Regions from separate parts of the Mus musculus genome. Here region 1 is linked to region 2. Evidence: chromatin contacts called from public Hi-C data. All regions are on one chromosome and are shown on one strand. Each heading gives the region's core, a stretch centred on a gene start, on an enhancer-like site or on the middle of the called end of the contact. The rest is flanking DNA. Distances are from core to core; before and after follow the strand shown.

Region 1 (5,197 bases), core at 96-2,595, 50 kb after region 2:
GACAAACTGCATCAGCATCAGCTGGCTCTTCCTTTCTGGATAGGCCTGGATGCTTTCTTCTTCTCTCTTCTCGTCCCATTCGACAACCAAGAACAATTTCGATAATGTAATAGTTTTTAATGCTGCAGCTCCCTGGTGGCCATTCATTTCAATCAAATCTTCCAACGTGAAAGAGAGAAAATGCCACACTTTTCTCTCAGTAAAAGGAAGGCCCCTTCCTAGAGTTATGAGGTGTCAACACTTCAGAGAGCTCAAACTCCCTGCGTCTGCCTTAGACACCCAAAGGTAAAACACAGATTTCATCTGGGTGAAGACTGCAAATCGTCCTACCTCCCTCCAAAAACAAACCGTTGGGCAATTCCTTACTTGGCAGTAGCGTTTCCTAACAAAGCAAGCTGCTTCTCCTAAAGGCTGGGAACGGGGTTTGTGGGAGGGGGGTCTACTTAAGTCAAAAATCAATGCCTGCCTTTTAGTCCTGCACCTTTTAGTCCTGCAGTCACAAACACAGCTAGCTCTCCGTGCTGCAGCTGGCCGCATCCTTTACAGCCTGAAAAAGTAAGGCTCCCTCCATCTAAGAGTTCCTTTACAATGCTTTGTACATTCCACTCAGACCTTTTATTAATAATGTAGCCTTAATCTTTAGGAGTCTCCTCTTTCCAAATCTCCCATTCCCTTCCTCCTCGCCACCTCTCCCCCAGGAAGCACTCTCCTACCCTAGGGACCACAGGCCCTTTCCCGCCTAGAATGTGCGTTCCTCCCTCCGGGCCTGCAGCAGGTCCATCGGCGTGGCGTGCGGACAGTATTCTCCACTTCTCCTTGGTCGCGGTGACAACCAGGCCACCACTACCTCGGCCCCCGAGGCTTACATAGCTCAAGGCAGGGCAGGATGGATCCGTGAGGCCGCGGTGGCCCGGCTCGCCAAGAGCACTGGACGCCCCTCCAAGTGGCCCAGATTCTCGAGTCTCTCGTCCGGAGCCTCGAGACCCAGCCCCGAGACCAGGCGCGGAGGCCAGAGCCCAGGGCGTGGCAGCTCGCGGCGCCCCGCTCCACGGAGGAGCGAGCGGCGCCCGGGGCCTCGAAGCCCCGACCCACGAACCTAGAAGGCTGCGCCGCGAGAGAGAGGGGCGCTCGGCAGCCGCCCAACCGTCTCCCCGCCTCGGCCTCCCGCCCGCCCGCCCCGCACTCACCTCCCGTGCGCCCGTGGTACCCGCAACGGTGCGGCCCGCGCTCGCTCTCTGCGCGCGAACACGGACTCCCCGCAGCCGCACGCACGCCGAGCGGGCGGGCGCGCGCCTCCTTCACGCACGCGCGCGCGCGCGGGGTCCCTGCGTCCGCAGCCCAGCGCCGTTATCGCTGTTATCGCCGCAGCTGCCGGCCTCTGCCGCGGGCGGGCGCCAGCATCACGGCCACCGCAGGCTTCGCCTAAGTCCTCCACCTCCAACCCCGGCTCTCTGCCTCGTGCCATCTTTTGACAGAAAGCAAGAAATTTTATTTTTGAATGGAACCACCTTCACCCTAGGTCCTGGGAGAAACAGAGTCAGTACAGAAACACCCAGCCTTCATGACCAAAGGCTTCTCCCTTCTCCCTTCTCGGGGAGATGCCTAAATGTGTAGCCCGCAGATTTCCGCCCCAGGGCTGACTTGGAAAGGAGGAAGCCTTGGCACATTCAGAAGGCTGTTTCTCCTTTCAGGAGTGCGGGAGTGGGGGTGGGGAGAGGAAAGCTTTGGTGTATGTGGACCAGAGGCTCAGAGAGTCCTGGCACCCCACCCCACCTCCACCCCCACACCCTCAACTGCCTCTAGAAACCGTCTAGTGCTATGAACCCTTGGTCAGCTCCACTTAGTCATCTCCACCCAAATGGTGCCTCTCTGGGAGAAGGGAGAAGCCTTTGGTCATGAAAGCTGGGTGTTTCTGTACTGACTGTTTCTCCCAGGACTTAGGGTGGAGGTGGTTCCATTCAAAAATTGCTTTCTGTCAAAAGGCCCCTGGAAACAAAGTGTCATCTGAAAACAAAGACCCATTCTGGTGTCTTGGCTTTAGGACTGTGAACAGGTTGGCCTCACTCCACCTAAAAGGAAACAGTTTTTCAGTGAGCACCTAAATACAAGCAACCAAAATTTAACAACAATTCACAAGAATCGCTTTCCCATCCTTCCCTAGACGCTCTAGGTTGCGTTTCTTAAACTAGTGACTTCAACATAGCCGGGATCAGCCTTATCGATTTGGAGAAACTAGAATTCTACAATATCACCTAGTATGTACGCCATGTTCTTGTCGGAAAGCCACACCGACTTCCTAGAAAGATGATCTTATCAAGATTGGACTATTGCCTCTATGCGTCCGTGTAGAATATATAGATGTAGCACAACCTGTTTTCTTTCGTAGCAGGACTTTTAGAAGTTGCTCAGTTCTGTTTGACTGCTGTTTTGCTCTCCCAGCTCAGTAATTTAAGTTCTTGAACCAGAAGCGGGATGTAATGGTAAGACTCCTTTACACACTGCATGGAGCTCTGCGTGTTATTTCCATGGGGGGAGAATATGGACTCTCAAACACAATCTCACTTGACCCAAAGCTAAAACCATGGAAGTAGGGAGAGGTATTCTCCAAACTGTTCCATGATAAACAAACACGGAGAATGTTTCTCTTCAGTGGTTAATAGGCAATATGTCGAAGATTTTGAAAATTCTTTGGAGGAGTGTATTTTCAATTCCTTAGAGAACTGAGAGTACTTAAAACTGATGTGTAGATAAGACAATAAATAACACTCCCAAGAAAGTCAGATGGCATGCCCTTTAGATAAGCTCATATGACCAGCCTTTAACATGAAAGCCAGCTGTCTAGAGTGTCATTTAACTATACAAGACAATGTCAGAGACATGGGAGCCACATCGGTGAACAAGACAAACAAAGCCCTTGAAAATTCAATCACACACAGGGTAATTTCTCTTGGTCAGACTTTCTGTAGAGGTGTCACGGTAGAGGGATATCATAGGAGCGTCTCAATAAGCAAAACATCCCTGAAGTCTGATGACATTAGCAAACTAATCAGTTGTCCCTTTGCATTAGGTGCCGTGAGTTTTCAGTACAAGGAATTGTGACATCAGTCATGAGACTTTTTGTTTGTTTGTTTGTTTTTGTTTTTGTTTTTTGAGACAGGGTTTCTCTGTATGGCCCTGGCTGTCCTGGAACTCACTTTGTAGACCAGGCTGGCCTCGAACTCACAAATCCGCCTGCCTCTGCCTTCCAAGTGCTGGGATTAAAGGCGTGCGTCACCATGCCCGGCTAGTCGTGAGACTTTTAAAACAAGCCCGTGTACCTAAATATGTAGCATAAATTACCCTCTAGATTTTCTGGCACCTATAACCTCAGAAAGCCAAGCAGTAGATATAGCAGAATTAAGTTGAAGCTAGTTTTACTCAAAGAGTCCCTGAGTTCTGTGTTTTGTGTACTTTGGGTCTCCTGAAAGTATCTATGAATACTTTTACTAAAAACAGTGATGCTCTTCAGGGTCTTATGATGTATGTTTTAAGATTTGACAAAGTCAGGGTGTTTCCTATGTTAACATAGGCGTACAAGGTCAAGTTTCCCATATCCATTTCAAGAGTGGAGAGAAATCAAAACTATGTCATCTTTTCTGGTCTCTGACTTAGGTCAGAAATACTTCAGTGGGTGTGAACACATCTGTTTAAAATCTCAAATTCTGCTAGGTAAGAGCTCTGCCAAGTTTTCTATGACCATCTCCCTCCTACAAGGGAATACTCAGAAGATTCCGCAGACAAAGGCATAATTGTAAACCTTCCTCCCAGAAGAAAACAGGTTTTCAGTCCAAATAAGTGGATGTTATTGGTGGTTTTCTCTCGTGCAAGCAGATTAGATTCTACACTTACTCTTGACAGTTGATCTGAACTTCATCAGAGCCAATATTCTACAAATCCAAGACAAGATAAAAGGGATAAAGCTAGCCAAGAGTCATGTGACTATAGGAAGCTGGCTCAACTGAAAAAAGCATTGCACAGCAAAGGGACCCCTGTCCCACATTTTAAGTGATTTGAAATTTCCTTCAGACTTCATTACTGATGCTTGTGAGCCACCATGTGGGCACTGGGGTTTGAACTCAGGACCTTCAGAAGAGCAGTCAGTGCTCTTAACTGCTGAGCCATCTCTCCAGCCCTTTCTTAAACGTTTTTAATGATCCTTGGATAACTAGTAAGTACCTGTGCTCACTTCCAGAACACTCTAGAATGCAAAGACTCGGGCATTTAAGATCAGGTGAATTCGGTTCTCCGAGCTTTCCAGGTATAATCTCTTGCAGTGGTGGTGGTAGTGGTGTTTGTGATTGTTGTTCCTATAGCGTCTAATAGCTGGGGGCTCGGCTCCTTATGCTGCAGAACAAGCCACCCCAAAGTTTGGTTGCCTGTACAAATATTAATAATCTGATGATATAGTTCATTAGTAGAGTATTTTCCTGTCAAGTAACAGTTTCCCTTGGAGGTTGGAACATCCCATCCCGCAGGAAGGTAAACAGCCTCAGCAGATCTTCAGGCAGCCCCTGAAACTGACTAGATTCATTAGGCCCCTTCCTGTCAGAGTAATCTACAAAAGCTGAGAGTCTCCTCAGGTGGAAGAAAGCTGAACTGCCAAGAAGACTCTCAGACAATCCCAGCAGCAAGGAAGACTCTGGGAAAAGCTGCAAAGAAGTCCTGTGAAGAAGCAGACACCAGCTGAGCTGCCTAGAAGAGGATTAGCCCACAGTCCTTTGGAAAGGATACTCTATTGACAACCTATTGAGCAGGCTGTGCAGCGTACTCTAAGCTGCTGGCTTTTGTGAGCAGTCACCCATCCTGGGTGGACTAGGAGATGCAGCTCTGAATCATTTCTGCTCCTGTAATTAACCCCAATAAAACTCATTGATTCACCAGGTTGGATTTTGGTGGTAAATGGGCTTTGGTCTGTAGTAAAATTGCTATCTGGGGTGAGAGGACATGAGTTGTCTCTCCCCAAGAAGTCCCATTGTACAACAGGCATGCATAATGTCCTAGATTCAGTCCTTAATACTATAAAAATCCTCCTCCTCCTCCTCTCATTTCTACATTTCTATTCCGAGTTGTTTGAGTAGTTTCTCTGGATTTGTCTGAACTCATTTTAAAAAAAAATTACATTCTAAGGGTGGAGAAAGTTTATCTCTAAGGGAGCAGA
Region 2 (4,565 bases), core at 160-2,659:
TATCGTGTTCAGAAAGTCATCTTTTCCTGTGCCAGTGAGTTCAGGGCTCCACCTTCTCTTCAGTCAGGTTCAGTTTTATGTTGAAGTCTTTGATACATTTGGAGTTGAGTTTTAAGCAGCGTGGTAAGTAAGGATCTATTTGGATTCTTTTACATGCAGCCATTCGGTTTGACCACTACCATTTGTTGAAGATGCTGTCTTTTTTCAGGGTGTGTGTTTTGGGCCTCTTTACCAAAAGTCATGTCAACATGTATGGACTTGTCTGAGTCTTCAGTTTAATTCATTGACCAATGTGTCTGATTTTGTGCCAATACCATACTGTTTTTATTATTATAGCTCTGTAGTACAAATTGAGATTAGGAGATGGTGATACCTTCTTCAGTTCTTTTATTATTCAGGATTATTTAAGCTATCCTGGGTCTTTTAAGTTTCTATATGAAAATTCTCTTTTCAGTATCTATTAAAGAATTGTGTTAGAATTTTATTGGGGATTTCATTGAATCTGTAGATTACTTGGAATCTGTAGATTACTAGGATTAATACAGTGAAAATGGATGGCCATTTTCACTGTATTAATCCTACTAATCCATGTGCAGAGAGGGAAAGACCTTGGAATGCTAGCTCTAAATAGAATGTCTCCATCGAATCCCTCTCCTCGAGACCCAGAGAACCCTGAGGAAGAGGAGGCAGAAGAGTGTAAGAGCCAGAGCAGATGGAGGGCACCAGTAGAACAAGGTCCTCTAATCAGCATGATCTATGCTCGTGTGAACCCACAGGGACTGAGGCAGTGTGTAATTGCTCCCGCATCTCCTGCCATCTCCAGTCACCCCAATCATTTCCCCTAATTTAGAAGAAGAGCGTTTCAAGCAGATTTGTAATTGAATATGCTGATTATTGTAACTGATCTCCTGCTCATATCACCCTGTATTTATTCTGTTTACAAGCGGGGTCCTCTTTTTGTCGTATGAAGAGTAAGAGGTTATTTAGATGCGGTTTATATTTATATTATGGAGTGCAGCTTTCTTAATGAGGAAAGGACTGTCAGGGAAGACCAGTGAATACTTTTGAACAAGTAAAGGAGCTATCAGTTTGAGGCAAGAGAGGAATGAGTTGTGAGGTGTGCGTTTCAGCAGACAGGTGGCCACTGACAGTGACTGGCAGGGGTCAGAGGGAGAGAGAAGACTGTTTCATTCTCTTTGCTTTATCCATATCCACCTCAGAAGGAACTGAGGAAAAGCTTGTCTTTGGGCGTCGCATGAAGGCTTCAGGCCAGCACATGATCGGACCACCTCAATCCCACTTCCATCTTCTGTGTAGACGTCTCTGCTTCTGCCATTGTACCCTGCCCCTGCACACCTGGGGCGGGCTGCCCTTTCCCTGGTCTCTGCTCTCAGACTTTCTATATTTGGGCTCGACCTTTCCTGACAGGACTGGTTTTGTCACAGCGCCACAGGATATGGTTGTTGACAACTGCCTCTTCCTCGGGAGCCAACCCTACCCCCACCTATACGCTTTCACGCTTGCCACTGGGACTTCTCGGAGACTCGGTACCAACAAGAAGATGAAAACATGGAGCAGCTGTCTGGGGCTTCGAGCTGATTCTGACTCTCCCCTAATCCTGTTGAATGTGGTGTTTTAAATTGAGAGTAGCAGAAACAAAGTGATTTAGGAAAATGATACTGTTCTAGCCTGTTTCAGTGACAGCGTAACACGGTTAAGAAAATGGCCTGTCAGATTTGATCAGGGATGTTGAAGTGAATCATGGTTATTCCCAGAGTAGCTGGAGTGAAGCTTCTCTGGCAAGAGAGGCTCTAAGGACGGCCATCTGCTGGCCTGGAGAAGCAGGGGACCGTCCGTGCCCTGCCCCCACCTACACTGCCTCTTTCTTCTGTCTTGCAGGCACAACGTGTTTGATCGCTCTACTCTCAGATAAAGACCTCACCGTGGCCAACGTTGGTGACTCTCGGGGAGTCTTGTGTGACAAAGATGGCAATGCCATCCCCTTGTCTCACGATCACAAGCCTTACCAGCTGAAGGAAAGGAAGAGGATAAAGAGAGCTGGTGAGTTTGTGACCCCCACCACCACCACCACCACCCTGGGGAAGTCTACCATCTTGTTTGGTGATCTAGGTGCTTGCTTGGAGAGTTTCTCGGGAGCAAATTTCACGCAGCAATCACATAGTGTAGCCCAGGCTAGCCCTGTTCTCCTGCCTCCACCTCCCAAGTCCTTCAGTGCCAGGCATGGATCAATAAAATGATACTGAGACCAAAGCCCTGAGAAGGATTATTAGATCTGAGAGTTCCCTACATGTGGAAGGCAGGAGTCCCTTCACTGACAGCCGAGCCATGTGCCAGGCAGCTAAGCAGCCTAGAGCCCTGGTGTGTGTGTAAACCTGCAGGATGACTCTTGGTCATTGCAGGTTAGCTTCCTCCTGGTGAGAAAATGAAATGAGCCTAATGAACATTTGAGCCTTCCCAGCGGGGGCTGAGTGACTGAGAATAAACGTGCTGAGTTAGTTGTATTATCCTGCTTGAGACGCAGGATAAATGTTTTGAAGGAAACATTTGAGTGGAGGATTTCCTCGGGTTTTCTGTTGGTAAAATAAAGCCTTGTTTGCGGAGCATCCATCCAGCTTCAGTGAGCTCCAGAAAAGATGAATAGAAAGTTCAGACATTCATTTATAAATATGCACATCATCTCCCCGTGAGAGCTCACCCAAGTGAACTGAAGATCCACATGGCTAAGTTTTGTGGACACACTTGCTCCTGGAAGCTCTATCGTGGTGTCCAGCATGTGTCGTTGAGATTTCACAATCATGCTGTTCCCTCCCTGTCATATCTGACATGCTGCCACTCTACAGTGTTTCCTTATAGAAGAAAATTTGAACACTGTCTCCAGGATCAATCTGGCCTGCTCTTTTTTTTGTTTTTGTTTTTGTTTTTTCATAAAGTAGGCAAGGGTCTTTTTTTTTTAAATATTTTTTACTCTAAGAATTTCATACAATTTATTTTGATCATATTCACTCTCCTCCCCCAAATTCGCCTAGCTCCACCCCTTACCTGTACTTGTTAGAGTTCCTTAAATGGTCAATGTGTGTGTGTATAATATATTATATGTAGTGTATTATATGTATTATTGTTTATACTATTAAATAATCATAAATATATATGAGATTTATTTGACTGTCTTAAAAGCCATGATCCAGCTAGTCCAACATGGCTCTCTCACAATGAAAAAAGACAAAGAACCCATCAGTTGAATAGTGCACAAGGCAGGATGTGTCAGCTGGTCTTTAATCTACATTGGATCCCAAAGAAATAGGTTCTAATACCAGCGATATAATGCCTCAGCAGTAGGATAGATAATCTTGCCTCTTCCATGTCCTTTTATGCATGTGGGCTGCTGCCAGAAGGTGTAGCCTAGATTTAGGGTGAATTTTTCCACCTCTGACTATCCAGTCAAGAAAATCCCTCACGGACATACACAGCTATTTGGGGGTGTGTCCTAGATAGAGTCAAGTTGAGAGCCAAGATTAGCCATCACATCACTCGCGCAACCTTGTGGCTTTTCCCACACCTACCTGTACTACCCATGTAAGAGCATCCATTGGGAACAGAGTCTCACTACCAAGGGCCATACCCTTGAAGAAATGGACTCTTTCTTCCACAGCTATCAGTTGCCAATGACTTCTCAGCTAGGGTGGACCTTCATGCCCGCCTCTCACCTCCATGCTTGAATGTTGTCTGACTTGGGTTTTCACAGGTGCTGTGCATACTGTCTCAATGTCGTGAGTTCATGTGTGCAGTTGTCCTGCCGTTTGTTTCCCTTGTGCTCCTCTGCCACCTCTGACTCTTACACTCTTGCTCCATGCCTCCTCTGCCTCTGTCATCTCCAAACCTTAGGCCGAGATGGATGATATAGATGTTCCATTTAGGGCTAAGCACTCTCCAGTCTCGTGTTCTGTGTACCTGGACCAGTTGTGAGCTCTGTTTTATGTCATCTCTATTTGTGTTTATTATGACCATAGATGTCACGACATCTCTCTTCCTCCTACTTAGCATGACAGGAGGTTCCAGCCATATGTGTTGACCTTTCTGTCTCTGCTTTTCAGTACCAGCATCAGTGTTAGCTTCCATTCACCGTGTGTAGGAGCCAAGCCTGACACGCATCATACAAGTTTATACATTCTGTGAAGACTATAATGTTAAAATCACTCTATAGCCAGTAAACTGGGACTTCAGAGAAACTTGTGTCCACAGACATACAGCCAGAGAGTGACAAGCCAGAACTGAAACCATGACTGACTACACAGTCCAGGCCCTTAGGAACAGGACCAGTGTTCTGCCTCCCGTCCCCTTAAAGCTAACTGCACTATGCCTGTCACTCCTACAAGCCATTCCTTCATCCTGCCTCACTTCAGTGGTTGGTAGACACTAACCTGTCACAGCAGTGTACTGCTTGATGCCTGTGACTTTCAATAAGTGTGGCTTCTCTCTCCTCCAGATTGTCGGGGAAAGGTCTAGATCTTACGTAAAATAGCCTGAAAAGTCTCCTTCTACAGAGT

The links. A called contact is a pair of places that touch in the nucleus more often than the background predicts.
Region 1: a contact with region 2 is called in a Hi-C map of the N1E-115 cell line, with 2.9 times the contacts expected there. The contact joins the promoter of B3galnt1 here to the enhancer-like site in region 2. A contact is called at or near these places in 2 of 484 Hi-C or Micro-C datasets (the N1E-115 cell line and nephron progenitors), 1 of 115 datasets of contacts at active chromatin or transcription factors (embryonic stem cells) and 3 of 9 other capture datasets (adipose tissue, liver and pancreatic islet).

Annotation. Positions count from the first base shown.
Region 1 is chr3:69,597,615-69,602,811 of GRCm38.p6, forward strand. B3galnt1 (UDP-GalNAc:betaGlcNAc beta 1,3-galactosaminyltransferase, polypeptide 1) reads right to left here and starts at 1,346. Exons shown (of 3, transcript NM_020026.4): 1 at 1,188-1,346.
Region 2 is chr3:69,547,427-69,551,991 of GRCm38.p6, forward strand. Ppm1l (protein phosphatase 1 (formerly 2C)-like) reads left to right here. Exons shown (of 4, transcript NM_178726.3): 3 at 1,900-2,061. Among named protein-coding and RNA genes, the nearest start is that of B3galnt1, 49 kb to the right of the region's middle. Within about 2 kb of position 1,410, at least 8 of the 459 cell types and tissues checked have an H3K27ac peak or open chromatin away from gene starts, as enhancers often do. A contact at or near this core is called in the N1E-115 cell line, where this site is marked.